Linked DNA regions of Mus musculus: region 2 is linked to region 1. Evidence: chromatin contacts called from public Hi-C data. All regions are on one chromosome and are shown on one strand. Each heading gives the region's core, a stretch centred on a gene start, on an enhancer-like site or on the middle of the called end of the contact. The rest is flanking DNA. Distances are from core to core; before and after follow the strand shown. Region 1 has its middle 11 kb from the start of Gm40607. Region 2 overlaps Gm33332 (a long non-coding RNA gene).

Evidence for each region. Hi-C and Micro-C count contacts between places; a contact is called where the count stands out from the background.
Region 2: a Hi-C map of the 63-12 cell line shows a contact between it and region 1, with 5 times the contacts expected there. The contact joins two enhancer-like sites. A contact is called at or near these places in 4 of 39 promoter capture datasets (the 3T3-L1 cell line, embryonic stem cells, hippocampal neurons and 1 more), 58 of 484 Hi-C or Micro-C datasets (the 63-12 cell line, the AML12 cell line, B cells and 35 more) and 2 of 115 datasets of contacts at active chromatin or transcription factors (the HPC-7 cell line and bone marrow-derived dendritic cells).

The regions. Positions count from the first base shown.
Region 1 is chr10:19,230,296-19,234,614 of GRCm38.p6, forward strand. No RefSeq gene overlaps it. Among named protein-coding and RNA genes, the nearest start is that of Gm40607, 11 kb to the right of the region's middle. Within about 2 kb of position 1,741, at least 8 of the 459 cell types and tissues checked have an H3K27ac peak or open chromatin away from gene starts, as enhancers often do. A contact at or near this core is called in the 63-12 cell line, where this site is marked.
Region 2 is chr10:19,666,572-19,670,890 of GRCm38.p6, forward strand. Gm33332 (a long non-coding RNA gene) reads right to left here. Exons shown (of 4, transcript XR_380146.2): 2 at 2,580-2,711. Among named protein-coding and RNA genes, the nearest start is that of Il20ra, 44 kb to the right of the region's middle. Within about 2 kb of position 2,615, at least 16 of the 459 cell types and tissues checked have an H3K27ac peak or open chromatin away from gene starts, as enhancers often do. A contact at or near this core is called in the 63-12 cell line, where this site is marked.

The DNA.
Region 1 (4,319 bases), core at 491-2,990:
GGCATGGTGCCCAAATAGTAACTGAGAGCTCACACCTTGAGATACAACCATGAAATAGAGAGAGCTAGCTGAAAATGGTATGGACTTTTGAAACCTCAAAGACCTTCCCAGTAATGCATCTCCTCAAACAAGAGCACACCTCCTAATCCTTCCCAAACAGTTCCTCAAACCGGGGAATAAGCATTCAAACATATGAGCCAATGAGGGGAATTCTCTTTCAAACAATCACAATATTTACCTCATTAGTGTACTTTTATCTATTTCAGTATACTTTCATATTTTAACTTTAATGACAAAACTAAATATATGTACCTTATAATTTTAAAAATATTTTTATTATTTCTTTGATGATTTCACACATTATAGTTTGATTCTATTCATCAACCTCCACAGTCCCTTCCAGGTTCACTCTGCAGTTCACAGTGACTCAACTTTTTGTCATTTTTCTTAAATGTATCCAGTCCACTGGTGTTGACTATATACTCTTAAGAGTATGGCCATCCAGTGATGCAAGACCTAGTGGAGGCCACACCGTTAGAGAAAACTTATGCTCCCTTTTGCAGAAGCTGTCAATTATCAATAGCTCCTTAGCTCTAGGGATGAGATGTTGTGCCTCCCTCTCCACTCCATGTTGGAACTTTGTCTTTTGTAACTGCTGTGAGTTCATATGTGCAACTTCCCTGTTGTGTTAAAACAAAACAAAACAAAACAAAACAAAACAAAAAAAAACAAAACAAAACTGTAGGTCACCACCACTGGCTCTTATAGTCTTCTACCCCATCTCCTGAGGTGATTCATGAGCCTCGAGAAAAGGATGGGCTAATACATGTGGGGTGAGTGCTCTGTGGCTTCATGAGGAGTTGTGGGTCTCTATGTTTATTTTTAAAGATTTATCTATTTCATCTATATGAGTACACTGTCACTGTCTTCAAACACCAGAAGAGGGCATCAGCTCTCATTACAGATCATTGTGAACCACCATGTGTGGTTGCTGGGAATTGAACTCAGGACCTCTTGAAGAACATCGCTCTTAACCACTGAGCCACCTCTCTGCCTGTGGGTCTCTATGTTAATCACCATCTACTACAAAACAAAGCTTCTCTGTTGAGGGTTGAGAGATGCACTAATGTATACAGATAATTATAATAAGAAGTCTTTAGGGTAGGTTTAATGCTGTCTCATTAGCAGACTCCTAGTAGTTTATGACCATCACAGTAGGACGCATGATGGTAGGTAGGTGGGCATGCCTCCTAATCCTTCTTAAACTGTTTCATCAACTACAGACAAAACATTTAAACATTTGAGCCCATAACACCATTCTCACCAAACCATCACAAGAAGAAGAGTCAGTGGTGGCCTTTTTTCAGGATCTGAGTTACACAGGGCTCCCTCTCTTGAACTTTGCCCTTGGTGTCTATAGAATCAAGACAATCTTATCTTCCTGAGACATGGCCTGTGGCTCAGACCACATTCGCATCAATTGCCTAGTTGAGCAGATATCAAATCTTGCAAGTGTTGATAGATGATGCCTTCTCTCCTCGCCTCATGGTAAACCAACTGTGGGAACAGTATGTTTTTCTCAGGAGACAGTATTTGAGAGGTGCTGATTTTTAAACCTCAAATCCAGGTAACCAACTGCAGGATTTAGGGATGGTTGTAGGACAACTTGACAGGGTGGTCTGAAAGGTGTGCAGAAAGATGAATCGGGGTGGGGGGGGCAGGGAAATGAGAAGTAACTGGGGAGCAGTCTGCACAGATGTGCAAGTTTAGTGTCTCTCACAGGACATAGATAAAGGCAGAGTTCACATGATCTGAGGGTAGTTTTCAGCCCACAAGTCTCCCAAGTGAGGGCACTGAAGAGTGGACTAACTTGAACCAGACAAAACTAACTCCAAATTCCAGCAAAACAACTTAGCCAAGTGTTGCCACAGCTAGAGAGAGAGAGTATCTATAACAAAGTTAGTGAGGTCTAAAACTTAACAGGCAGCTGAAAGGATTCTAAAATAATGAAGAAAGCTGGAAACTCAGGGTTATGCTATGGGGGTTATTCGGGTTAGCTGTCACAGATAATTGTGACAGGGAGGGGGAGGGGAGAGGAGAGAGGGAAATAGAGAGAGAGAAAAAGAGAGAGATCCTCTGATGAGACCAAAAATGTCTTAAAAATGTAATGTTAGAATCCAGCCTCTGCTTAGGCCAAGCTGACTGCAGCAGGTACCAAACTGAGAGGGGTATTTGTAAATCTCTAGCTTCCTGGTTCTGGAATGTCTGTCCTGAGAAACGAGTTAACAATAAAGGGATCGAGGTACCATACCGTGCTCCCCACTCCTTTCCTTGCCTCCTGCCTAGGGATCAGAGGGTCTGGCTACAGGCTGTTGTTGTGAACTTCAGTTCTGCCGAATGTGCTCGGATTTCTGTCTTCAGAGACACTGACAGCTCTAGTGCTGGACCTGAACTCCTCTTGGAGCACCTGGCTTGTTTGTGTCTTTGGCATTAATGACTTCCATTAAACTCCTTACTCCCAGTGATCCGTTTCAGTGTCCTTCCTGAAGCCCTGTCCTACAGAAAGCCTCACTGTAGGAAACCTTCTGTTCATTTCTAACAGGATGTGCAGAGGGCCCCATAAGGTAAGAGGAAGAACGCACACCACATTTTGCTGTGGGACAACATGCCAGCTGCAGAAGTCCTCATTGTGTCCTCTGAGACCTGATATCTCCCCAGTGACTTTGGAACTGGTCACCAAAGTGACCGCTTTCCTGGCCACATCTAAGCCGAACAGCCTCCTGTTCTCAGAAAACACTTAGGAACTCCTACGAACTCCTTGGCAGGGAGGCTCCATAGCATTTCTGTGATGAATTCTCCCACATTGAGCAAAGAAGGAAGATGCCCTTCTTAAGATTACAAAGGCAGACGCTCTTAAAAAACAGAACCAAAAAATAAAAATAAAAATTGAAATGAAATAAAAGTTAACACCTTTCAATTGATAGCCAGTTCAATATTGTCAGTAAAGAAAGACATTAAAATACATATTTCCATGTCTATACTGAGAGGGGACTAGCTAAGAAGAGCGATAAATGTTCTAGAAATTTTTTTTAATTTTTTAATCCTGTGTGAAATAATGTAGGTGTTTGCTCTCTTCCACCTCTTCACCTCTCCCCATCCTTACGCTTCCTCTGTTCCTCATGGTGTCCCCCTCTGGACTGTTCACCCCCATGACCCCTGTGTCCTTCGATACATTTCATCTTCATTCACACCTAACATCACTTTATGCTGGTCTCCTTTTTAGACTTTTTAGACTTAGGAAGAGCATATCATTTGTGTCTTTCCAAGTTTGGATATCATACTTTTCCAGATTCATCCATTTCCTGTAATTTTCACTTTTCACATCTGAGTAATATTCCATTATGTATATCCAGCACATTTTATTATCCATCCACCCATTCACCATCATCTAGACCAGTTCACTTTCATAGCTACTTCTCATACATAGTAAAACGACTATGGATGTGCAGGTGCCTCTATAGAAGATATGAGGTCCTTTGGGTCCTAGGTGTGTTGTAGCTGGGTCCTGTATCAGATTTTTAATTTTTTGAGGAACCTCCACATTGATCTCCACAATGACTGTACTAAGTAGCATTCCTGCCAGCAGTAAGTAAAAGTTCCTCCTTCCCCATACCCTCTCCAACATTTGTTGTCAAATTTCTTTATAGCCATTCTGGTGTTAGTTCGTATCTCCAAGTGTTAAGCAGTTTTAAAATACTTATTGGCCACTTGTGTTTATTGCTTTAACTTGTGTCTAATTTCTCATTTCCAAGATGAGAGAGTCTAAAACTGGGAAGTCTGTTAGCTAGAGATTTACAAAATAATACTCTCATTCTGGGTAATTCATTTCATTAACTCATTTATTGACTGGCAGGTTTGATTCTGTTCTTGAATTTTTTTTGTAATTATAATTATGGACATTAGCCCAGACCCTGTCTAAGATATAACTAGCAAAGTTCCTCTCCCATTTTATGGACTGTCTGTCTGCTCAGCTGATAGCTTCTTTGGCTATCCAGAAATCTTTTATTTTCAAATAGTCCTGTCTGAGGATTCTTGAGTCTAGTTCCTGTGTTAATGTAGTCTAACCCAATGTCTTGAAGAACATTCTCTATGTTTTTCTTTAGCAATGCCAGAATTTTAGGTTTTTAAGGTAAGTTCTTTGATCTACTTCTGGCTGGTTTTGTGCTGGGTTAATGATAATTCATTCTTCTGCAGGTGACAACCCGTTTTGCCAGCAACACTTGTTGAATAAGCTACTTTCTGTTCCACTGCAGATTCTT
Region 2 (4,319 bases), core at 1,365-3,864, 440 kb after region 1:
CCAACATTTTGCTGCATACAGGAAACTCACCTCAGTGACAAAGGCAGGCACTACCTCAGAATAAAAGGTTGGAAAACAAATTTTCAAGCAAATGGTCTTGAAAATCCAGCTGGAGTAACTATTCTAATATCAAATAAAATCAATTTTCAACCAAAAGTTATCAAAAAAGATAAGGAAGGACACTTCATACTGGTCAAAGGAAAAAAAAATCTACCAAGATGAATTCTCAATCCTGAATATCTATGCTCCAAATGCAAGGGCATCCACATTCATTAAAGAAACTTTACTGAAGCTCAAAGCACACATACATGGTACCCCTTCCAAAATTGATCATATAATTGTTCACAAAACAGGTCTCAACAGATACAAGAAGATGGAAATAATCCCATGCATCCTATCAGATCGCCACAGACTAAGACTTGTCTTAAATACCAACAAAAACAACAGAAAACACACATACACATGGAAGCTCAACAACTCTATTCAATGATAACTTGGTCGAGGAAGAAAGAAAGGAAGAAATTAAAGGCTTTTTAGAATTTAATGAAAATGAAGACATATCATACCAAAACTTATGGGACACAATGAGATCAGTGCTAAGAGAAAATCAACAAGATAGATAAACTTTTTGCCAGACTAACCAGAGGACAAGAGACAGTATCCAAATAAATAAAATCAGACATGAAAAAGTAGATATAATAATGAAATATATCTTAAAGTAATTATTCTGTTTGTTGAATATTAACAGTTGGAAATATTAAAATCATGTTTTACAAACATCATGGAAATATTATTGATAATTTTCTCACTGTGCTTGAAATTAGCATTTTTTTGTTTTATTTGAGACAGGGTTTCTTAGCATTTTCTTAATGTTTAACTTCTAAGAGTTTTTGCTATTTTGAAATTCTTAAAATATACTTACTGATAAAATAATATCTCTCCTGGAAACACTGATAATCTTTTTAAAGTAAACTATTAGACAATGTACACAGATATACTATGCATTTAAATATTCTCTCACTATGTCAGGTGGTATCATATATGGGCTTTTGAATATATTTCTTAATTACTCATCTTTAATATTTTATGCTCTTTTATATGCTTAGCCCCCAAAGGATATTTTATATGTTTTGAAACAATTTGGTATTCAACATTAGATATAGGATCCTCAGTCATGGATAGTATTAAGTATTCATTAATAGTATTTTTAGGGTTTGAAGGGATATGAGTATAAAAGTTGAGCAATTTTTATGAATTATTTTATTCTCAAAATAATCAATATTATTAATATGTTTGATGTATAAAATGTATTTAAATAAGAAAAAATAAAAATACAGTATAAAAATTGAAAAAAAAGAAAAGAAAATATGAAACCATATGATCTCAGAAGAACTTGCAGTGACAGGAGTGGATGCACATTCTTTTGTCTGACTTCATGTGACAGCTTTTTCATGGACACTCATCTGTGGGTGTGTTATCTGGTAAAGCTCTCATCTGTGCCTGACATGTAAGGATTCCTATTTTGGATCTTAAGTATTACTTCCATTCTCCGTTGACCTTTGAAATAACTCCCTGAACTTGGCTTACATTTCTGTGCTTCACCAAAGAGTAAGCCTAGACTCCCTGAGTTCAGCTTCCAGGGCACTGATCTGGGCTCCAGTTTAAATGCAGATTGACCAAGCTTCACAGCCACGCTCTGGCAAACATTGGATGGAGGTCGGGGACGCTTTTGCGAAAAGGATTGAAGTCCCTGAAGGGGACAGGAACCCCATAGGAAGACCCACAGAGACGACTAACCTAGACCCCTGGGAGCTCTCAGAGACTGAGTCACCAATCAAAGAACACTCATAGGCTGAAACAAGGACCCAGCATGTACAGAGCAGACGTTCAGCCCAGTCTCCATGCGAGCCCCACAACTGGAGCAGAGGCTCTCCCTAAAGCTGTAGCCTGACTGTGGTATCGGTTCACCAACAGGGCTGCCTTGTCTGGCCTCAGTGGGAGAGGATGTGCCTAATCTGGCAGAGACTTGATGTTCCAGGGTTGGTGGAGATACAGGGACAGGGAGAACCCTCTCAGGGGAGAAGGGGAGGTGAAAGGGGGAGAGTCTCTGTGAGGAGGAACAAGAAGAGGGGCAGCATTTGGGATGTAAATAAATAAAATTTTAAACAAGAAGCTATTGTCATATATCCTAAGCTTTCAGTTTAATACTTTTGTGGGGCTTCTGGGTGAACGAGTGGGTCTCTGATTCTTGGGCCTGCTTTGGGACTCTTATTTTTCTGTTGGCTTGGCTTGTCCAACTTCAATATGATGGTTTTGTTTTATCTTCTTATATTTTATTTTGTTGTTACCTCTTAGAAACCCATTCTTTTCTGATGAGAGACAGAAAGGGAAAGGGTGTGGGCGGGAGAGGAAGTGAGGAGAAGCTGGCAGTGGTTGAGGGAGGAGAAAGGATATTCAGATTCTACTGCATGGGAAACAAATCTGTGTTTCGTAAAAGGGGAACATTCATATGTTGCCATTCTAACTTTCAAGGTGACAATACTAGGAAGTGGAACTGTGCTTTGCTATGGTAATCATACCTGACAGAGACAGAAGAGGAAAGGCTAATTTCGGTCATGGTTTCAGAAGTTCATCATTTCTTGGCCCCAGATGCTTGAGCAGAACATTATGCATCGAGATTGGTGAAACCGACTCAGCCACATCATGGTTGACTAGGCAGCAGAGAGAGAGTGGGATCAGAGCCAGAGGTTGGTTATCATCTTCCAAGGCCCACCCCCAGTGAGTTAATTCTGCCAATCAGGATCCACATCCTACAGGTGTTTCACATTCTCCTAAATAGAGCAACTAGCTGGGGGATAAGCAAATCCCCGGGCTGTGGAGGATACTGAAGATACACACTTAGCCAGGATACTACAGAGACCCTTAGAGAATGGAGAAGGAGCTTTCATCAATGAAATTAATACTCTTAGCAAAGAGGCACAAGAGTGAACTTTCATCTTTCTACCCTCTGAGAATGACACAGCAAGAAAGTGCTACCCAGGAACCAGGACATGGGGTCTCAGCAGACTCAAAACCTGTCCAATCCCTAGAGCTGTGGAGGGAAAATGTATTTTAGAAGCCACTAAGGCTGTGGTATTTTATTATTAAATCCAAGCTAACACAAGTACTTTTATGAGGACAAACTAGTATTATTCTGAGTATTTCTCTCACCATTTCATACAGAATTGCAAGCTATTTCAAACTCTCAGATATACTATAAAAAGTGGCATCTTTTGAGAGTTTTTACATTAACTTTTGCATGTAAAATCTTGGTAGACGGTCACTTCTATTAGGGACCACACCATCCATGTGGCATTGTCTTCTTCTAAGAACATAGTATATGCTGATGGGTACGTCTCTGAAGCCACTGGAGCACACTACAGAAAATCCAGGCAACCTCTTGCTGTGATACTGTAACGAGCCTTGCTAAAAAGAAGCCAAAATTTGTAGGGCAGTCTTGCCAGTGTGTGTGTGTGTATACATATACAACATATACATATACATATACATCATATACATATACATCATATACATATACATATACATATACATCATATACATATACATATACATATACATATACATCATATACATATACATATACATATACATCATATACATATACATATACATATACATATACATATACATATACATACAGGAGGAAAAATTAGAATCAGGACTTCTTTGCTCTGCTTTTGTTTTTTCTACTAAGAAACTCTCTGGTATCTGAAGGTAAGTTATGCCTATAAACCACTGATCCAAACATCCAAATCTGGACCCTGAAGTTTGACTGAGCCACTACTGTTAGATACCCCAGCTGTTAACTACACAGGCTACGAAGAGAGCGATCTCAAAATGGCTCATCAAGTGACTTATAAATATTAGTTATGCAAGAAGGAGTAGTTTGTGAGTTTTTCCTATTATGATGCTAAATCTACTCTCTTTATTAAATACTAGTACCTTCATTTTTCTTTATTTAGTTTTTAACCATATTCCAGTCACACATCAGGATAGAGGTATGCATGTTAGTGTTGGTAGATGAAGGCTCACTAATATTTTCTCTGGCATAGAGAGGATTTATATAAGGCTATAAAAGTGAGTTTGAAAATATTTAACTAAAATATACTATTACACATTATTTTACCAAGGAAATAGTTTTAAAAAGCAAAAGTGTTTGAACTAAGTCCTTCATTTTATCATCTCATTTAAACTGGTAGTTTAAATTCTACAAACACATCTATAAACACCAGCTTGGAATCATGGGTCTTGAGTCAGAA